2 separate regions of the Mus musculus genome follow, and region 1 is linked to region 2. The links are chromatin contacts, called in public promoter capture Hi-C maps. All regions are on one chromosome and are shown on one strand. Each heading gives the region's core, a stretch centred on a gene start, on an enhancer-like site or on the middle of the called end of the contact. The rest is flanking DNA. Distances are from core to core; before and after follow the strand shown. Region 1 holds the start of D430019H16Rik (RIKEN cDNA D430019H16 gene). Region 2 holds the start of Clmn (calmin).

Region 1 (3,269 bases), core at 361-2,860, 590 kb before region 2:
GCTCTAGCCAGCCCCAAGGTTAGTTAGTAATGATCAATTTATCCTGTAACCATGGGAACAGCAGCTTCTGTGGGATGCAGAGAGGGAGGCAGCCTCAGACATCCTGTGAGCTTTCTCTTTCTTCAGTTAGCACTCAGCTAAGCCCACCTACATCGAGAGTGGTAGTGACTGTTTTGCACATGATGGTATTTACACACGGGTTGAATATGATTAGCTGGGTCATGTTACAGGAGCTGTTAGAGCTCACAGCTTGCTTGCTTCAGAGCTAGCCCAAAGCCTGGGGTCCTGACTCCCCAGAGCCAACTTGGGGACTTTGGCTCCTTTGATGTTCCCGTTTGGGAACAACCCTCCATATCCAGTCTGGCTTTTGAAGTTACATCTTAAACAGACTTCCAACACACCGGCAAAAGTCTGGCGAAAGTGTGCCTTCGAACATCACTCCGGAAAACAAGCAGCAGTGTTGGGGGGGGGGGGGCAGGTCCTTGACAAGCACCCAGGAGACAGGATGTCGCCCCTATCACTCTGCTCCCAGCACAACCTCAGAAGGTGAAATATCATGGTTTGGGACTTGTGTCCGGCCAAATGTAGCCTTTACCCATGGTCGACTCTGGGTCTTCCCAGGGGCCACACACAATCCCAGAAAAGGGTGTGTGTCTTTGTTCTGGCTCAAGAGAACACCAAGGATCACAACTCAGGGGATTCTCCTGCAGCGGAGACCAGGCAGAGCGCCAAGAGGTCATTTGTCCGCCTGCCACGAGGAACCTGTTTTGTGTGGGGACGGATGGTGGTTCCCTGCTCAAACCCAGCACAAAGCAAAAATGCTTTTAAACCATGCATCTCTATCACAAAGCCCTGTCACACTGCCTTCCTGAGCGCTAGAGACTAAAGTCCCACCCACAGTGGAGAAGAAAGGGGGTGGGGGGTTCCCAGAGGACACCAACAAGTACCAGCGCCGAGCAAAACCAGAATGGGGAGAGCAGCTTCCCCTCTGCCAGTCCAGGGGCTCCAGAGCAAACAGCGGGTGGGGGTTGGGCAGGGAGGGGCCACTTCAACTGCCCAGGCTCCTCGGAACTGTCTTTCTCAGAAGTAGGGGTGCTCAGTGGAGACAGCCCTACTGCACCCCTCGATGTGCAAGGGGTATGGGCCACTCCATCCAGGACAGTCAAGCTCCCGAGTACGTACACCAGGTGGGGCTCCCCGGCTCGGGACAAAGGACCTGGCCACGGATGCAAGAGATGCACCCGGGAGGACAGCGAGGCTGGGGTCCTGCAAACTTGGAGACCCTAGGACGCGTGGGGGGAAGATTCCAGGTTACCTGAGCGGCCATAAAAGACAGATCCATGGTGTCACGGCTGGTGTGGCTGCTGCTGCTGCTGCTGCTGCTGCTGCTGCTGCCCCTGCTCCAGTCCTCGCTGTTGCTGCTGCTGTCGTCGCCGTCGCCGCTGCGAGTCCAGCCTCCCGCACAATTATCAGAGAGCGGGCGGAACCGCGAGCAGGTGCCCTCGGGCCCCGGCGACCGTGACCTCAGCAGCCCTGGCGTGGTGGCGAGTCTCCAGCCCTCTCAGCGCCCTGGCTGGCTCCAGGCTTCGGCTCCAGACGCCTCCAAGTGGGCGGGAGACCCCGGGCGCGGCGCCCCTCCACGTGACCACTCCCAACCACACCCCCGAGGGCGGGCCAAGCCAGACCCTTGATTTCTAGCAGTCCTCTCTCTACCCTGGCCAAATGGGGAAAGTGAGGTCTGAGGCGAGCCAGCTGGGGCGATGGGTGCCCTTCCCAGGGCACTTGACTCCAGCCCCAAAAGTGCTTTCCGGGAGTTGTTTGAGTAGATGTGTCTGGCTTTCGGTGGCAACCCTGCTCCTACACTTCTGAAGGCTTGGCTCTTGAACTGAGCAGAACAAAGCGGAAAGTCTAGCATTTTTGTATTGTGCGGTTTGGGTGAATTAGTGCTCGTTTGAATCTGAGTATCCTCGTTTGTAGAATGGGAGTAACGGAACCTAGGGATTATGTCTCCACAGGATGAGCTGTAGGAAGGCCCTTAGTGGAGACCATGGAGTGAATCGCATACATAACCTGCAAACAGTGCCTGTGGTTCAGTTACCAGAAAAGTAGCCCAAGTCACGGTTATCGATGCAGTGAAGGGAGCCACAGAGGTACCCAGAGGGGCCTGTTGCTCTCTGGGAGTGTGTGTGTCCATCCCTCCAGTCTCTTTCCCCCCTCCCCCTTCCTTTTCTCCTTCCCACCTCCTGCCCCGTGCTTCCGGTTTGTTTCCTTTCTTGCTTCCTGGGTCTCTAACTCTTCCAGGCTCAACTCTTCCTCGCTCCCTCACTCTGGCATCTATCACTTCTGCACCCTTCCAGGCCAAGCACTGGCCTTCAGTCTCAGTGCCCCCCGGAACCCCACTGGTTCCCACCGGGCTACAGCAGCGGGTCTTAACCGACATAATGTTGCAACCCTTCAATACAGTTCCTCATGCTGTGGTGATCCCTGAACATAAAATTATTTTCGTTGCTACTTCACGACTGTAATTTTGCTATTGTTATGGTTCGTAATGTAAATATCTGATATGCAGGATATCTGATATGCGATTCTTGTGAAAGGGTCATTTGACCCCAAAGGGGTCGTGATGCCAAGGTTGAGAACGACTGCTCTATGGCCTGGCAGTTCCTCAGCCCACCCAGAACCTTCACATCCACTGCACTTTCACCATGAAGCCATTCTTGCAGAGGTTTGTAGGTGTGTGTGTGTTTGTCTATGTGTTTATGTGTGCATATGTGTGAGTGCATATGTATGTATGTGTGCATTGTGTGTATGTGTGTGTGCATGTGTGGTGTACAACTTAAACAACAATGCCTCCTCCATGCAGTCACACAGAAAGAATAAATGGAGCTGGAGAAATGGCCCAGCCATGAAAGGCTCAGGCTCACAATTACACAGACTAAGCAATGGTCTTTAAGCCCTGAGGGCCATCTCTTCAAAGCTTTATTGCTTGCCCCGCTGCCCCAGCCGCCTGGAATCTAAGTGTTCATGGTCCCCGACTGGTCTGTTCCCATCTCTGTACTTCTGTCACTTCAAGAAAACTCTATAAATGGAACCATGACTAATAACCCTCTAGTTAGTGTCAATCAACCCAGCTACCTGGAGGTTCATCCAGGTTGTTATAGAGAACAATTTGCTCCTTTTTTATTGCTGAGTAGTATTTTATATTATTGACGTACCACGGTTAGCTTAACTACATATCTGTCAAAGGATGTCTGTGATGTTTCTGTTCT
Region 2 (3,751 bases), core at 576-3,075:
ACTCAGGCCTCCTTCCCCGTCATTCCCAAGAATAGGCATCACAGATAGCCCGTCCTTTCTGATCATTTTTCAACCACATACTGTTTTGAGTCAAGTTCTCTATTGGCCATCTCACAATGGAGACAACGAAGCTGACTTTCTTAGCACTTGGCTTTGTGAAGGAAATGATTTTCAACCCACAGCAAAGATAGAAATCGAATTCAAGTGGGATGCCTTGTGGAGGAGAGGTGAGACCATGCATGTTAACTGGACCTGGCTCTATAGCGTAACCTTGAATCCAGGCAGGGACAGAGTGGTCTAGTGAGAGCCTCAGACACCCATGATCTGCACTGAGATCATGATCTACTCTGCTGGGTGGATGCCTGGTCCTGGGGGTTGGATTCTGGGGGGTTGGGGAGGTGGGCCTCTCCCTTCCTTTAGTCTCAGCTTCAGGGTCAGGCTTTATGGGACCCTTGCTGATGTTACCTCCACCCTGGCTCCTTGCCCTCAGCTGACAATGTCCCCCTTTCTGAAGATCACTTTGATCTGGGATTGTCATCTCAGCTGGTTATTGGGTTAAACACAAATGACTTAAGGGTCTTCTCATTGCCCCCCCCCCCCCCAGGGCCCGCTTCTCCCAGGAGACATGTCTGTGGCCTTCATCTTTGCTTGCTCATTGCTGGGCTTTCCACAGACATGGCAATGGTCAGCAGGCCTCGGTGAGTCTCCATACTCAGAGAGCTCTGCGCACTTTCTCCCTCTGGGCATTCATCCTACCAATGGCATACTTGGTTTTCTTGTAGGTAGGATCTGAACAGAGAGCAAGACACTGGGACTTGTGTACCCCTAAGTCATTCCTCACTTTAGACAAACTCCCAGATTTTCTGTTGGCTAACCGATAAAGGAGTTGGCTGCAAGTACACAGGCCCTGTGGAGCCCCAAACAAGATAAGCTCCAGAATTCTCAGGTTAAAAGACACAGGGGCCCAGAGTGGGAACCACAAAGGCCTGTTCTGTCTCAGGTATCCCAGGATGACCTTAAACTCATCCAGGTGGCTGTGAATGACCTTGAACTTCTCCTGCTGTCTCCATCTCCAGAGTGCTAGGACCACAGATTATGCAAAGACCCCGTTTATGTTGCGCATGGGATCAAACCCAAGGCTTCCTGCGTGCGAGGCAAGCAGGGAACCACCTGAGCCATTGCCCAGCCTGTCCTTGGGGTTTCGATAAAGCACCAGATTTCTTGTGGCCAAGACCCCAAAGGAACCCATTTCTGGGAGGAGAGCTGTTTCTCCCAACAGCTGGAGAGAACCGGAAGTGGCCTTTACTCTTAAACCAAGAAAGGATCCCCCCTCCCACTCCCGCTGCCCCCAACTCCTGCTCTATAGGAAACTCCATCTCCACATCACTTAGCCCATCACTCACTTTCCATGGTCCTGGGATCAGAGATGGACAGGGTTTAGCTGCCTTTAGCAGGGAGATGATCCAGGCATAGGAGGAGTTCCTACTGCGACTAGAAGGGACAGGATAGGGAAGGGGCAGACATCCTGGACCAGCGCTAGGGGCACCCTGGCTTGCGTCACCAGGCCCACCCCCTCAAGACATCACAATCTATGGGCTGCGACCCCCCTGTGCCTCATCATTGTGCGTTTGCGACCAAACAATCCAACCAACACCCACCCTGCGGGTGGGGGAGGAAAAAAAAGGAAAAAAAAAAAAAAAGGACTGTCCTGAGGCCGGCTCCTCCCGCCCCGCCCCGCCCTCTTCCCTCCCGCCCGGGGCCCCCGCCCCCGCCGGGCAGTGAGCGCGCGCCGGGCGCCCCGCTCCGCCGCCCGCGCCCGCCCGCCAGCCCGTCCGCCCGCGGCGGGGCCGGCCCTTCGCCCGCCCACCAGCCCCGCGCTAGCCGCCCACCTCTCGCTGCCCGCTGCCCGCCGCCCGCCGCCCGCCGCCCCGGCCCGCCGCGCGCGCTCCATGGCTGCTCAGGAGTGGGACTGGTTCCAGCGCGAGGAGCTCATCGGGCAGATCAGCGACATCCGTGTGCAAAACCTGCAAGGTACCGCGGCCCCGGCCTCCCCGGAGGGCCCGTATCCACCAAGCGTGGGCCCGGCTGGTTCCCCCCGTGCGCCCCGGAGCCGGTGTGGCTGGCCTGCGCCGGGTTTGCAGAGCTCAGGGGGTGGGGCGGTGCGTGGGCGTGTGTGTGCACGCGTGTGCGTGTGGGCACGCGCGTGTGTGCACCCCATTCCCAGCAGGGGACCATCACCCCCCTCCTACCGCCTCCGGTAGTTTAGAGAAGTTTGTACGTGGAGTCTTGGGGGGCGGTGGCCCGGGTCAGGGCCAGGAGAAAGTGCCACTGTGTGCTGTGTGCGCACAAGCCAGACTTAAAGCTCTTCCGAAGTAGCTATGGGGCTGGGGACCTGGAGTGGGGCACAGCGTCAGTCCCGAGAGGCTCTGGATGATGGGGGCACGCTGAGGACTCCAGTGAACTGAGTGAGGTTCAGAAGACCTTCTCTACCCAGCCCCACAGACTAGGGAGGGGCTGGAACTAAACCCCCTTGCCTGAGGCGGTTGACAAGATGAAAGAGAAACTCCTGGTGGCCCGTGTGTCAGACTTGGGCTCTGTGGTTCTGCCACCTATGACTATGAAGTATCTTCCAAAAGAAAGTATTGGGTGTGGAAACTTAGCAAACACACACACACACACACACACACACACACACACACAGAGAGAGAGAGAGAGAGAGAGAGAGAGAGAGAGAGAGAGAGAGAGAGCGCTCTTAAGGAAAAGAGACCCACCCCTCCCACTCGCAAAAGGCATTGCTCTCAAGCCCTGTGGGTGGAGTGTGTTTCGAGCCCCCTCTCTCCTATGGGAGCTTTGCAGAATTGGACATAAATCCACTTCCGGCCTCCTCACCCACCTGGCCCCATGCACAGGTGAGGCTGGGTTAAGCCACTTCCCCTACTGACTCGGGGCTGAAGAAGAGTCCAAGGTTGAATTCGCCAGGATCCAACTGGAAGGTCTGGACAGAGGTGGGGCAGGAGGATTGTGGGTGTCCCTTTTGCCAGCAGGGCAGGGAGCCCCTGCGGGGGGTGGGGGGGAAGAGTCTAGATTAAACATTACACCTGAGAGAATGTTTTCTGGGAGCTCACGTGGCCCTCTCCAACTGAGGTTTGGCAAGGACAGTGCAGGTCTGCAGAGGTGACCTGAAAAGGAGCCAGCGGGCGGCTCAGGGAGTGGGCACTGCACTGGCAGCTCTGGATTCTGCTACTGTACAGCTACTGTGATTTGTGTCAAAGGAGGAGGCTCAGAGCTGCAGTGATGGAGAGAGCTTGGGTTTGGTTTGGGGTGGGCAGCATACCATTGCTGAGATGGTATCTGGTTGGGGCTGTCAGATCTGGTGTGTCTCATGTACCTTAGGCAATCACTAGGCATTTTAATGAGCACATACTATCTGCCACAGACAATTATTCTTGTAGGATCAGGTCCCTTGGTAGAGCTCAATTATTGTAAAGGAACAGGCGGCGAAGTGAGGCAGAGAGATGGGACTACACAGCATGATTTGCGACAGTTCTTGAAGGGCTAGAGGGGTGTCTCAGCTCCTCGCTTTGAGGTGACCACACTTTCAGGCAAAATATCAGTTATAATTTGAACAGCAATGGATTCTGTTAGTAAGAGGCCAACTTCAAATCATGTATCTCAAATGTCATATGTATTACATATGTATTACATGTATGACATAGACTGATTTTAAGCGTAAGCTTAGCATGCTTTTAGT

What was found. Promoter capture Hi-C pulls out the DNA fragments that hold promoters and counts their contacts.
Region 1: a promoter capture Hi-C map of pre-B cells shows a contact between it and region 2, with 3 times the contacts expected there. The contact joins the promoter of D430019H16Rik here to the promoter of Clmn in region 2. A contact is called at or near these places in 5 of 39 promoter capture datasets (the 3T3-L1 cell line, embryonic stem cells, hippocampal neurons and 2 more).

What each region holds. Positions count from the first base shown.
Region 1 is chr12:105,452,197-105,455,465 of GRCm38.p6, reverse strand. It overlaps D430019H16Rik (RIKEN cDNA D430019H16 gene), which reads right to left and starts at 1,610. Exons shown (of 2, transcript NM_001252508.1): 1 at 1,316-1,610. The coding sequence starts at 1,342.
Region 2 is chr12:104,863,150-104,866,900 of GRCm38.p6, reverse strand. It overlaps Clmn (calmin), which reads left to right and starts at 1,825. Exons shown (of 14, transcript NM_053155.2): 1 at 1,825-2,031. The coding sequence starts at 1,950.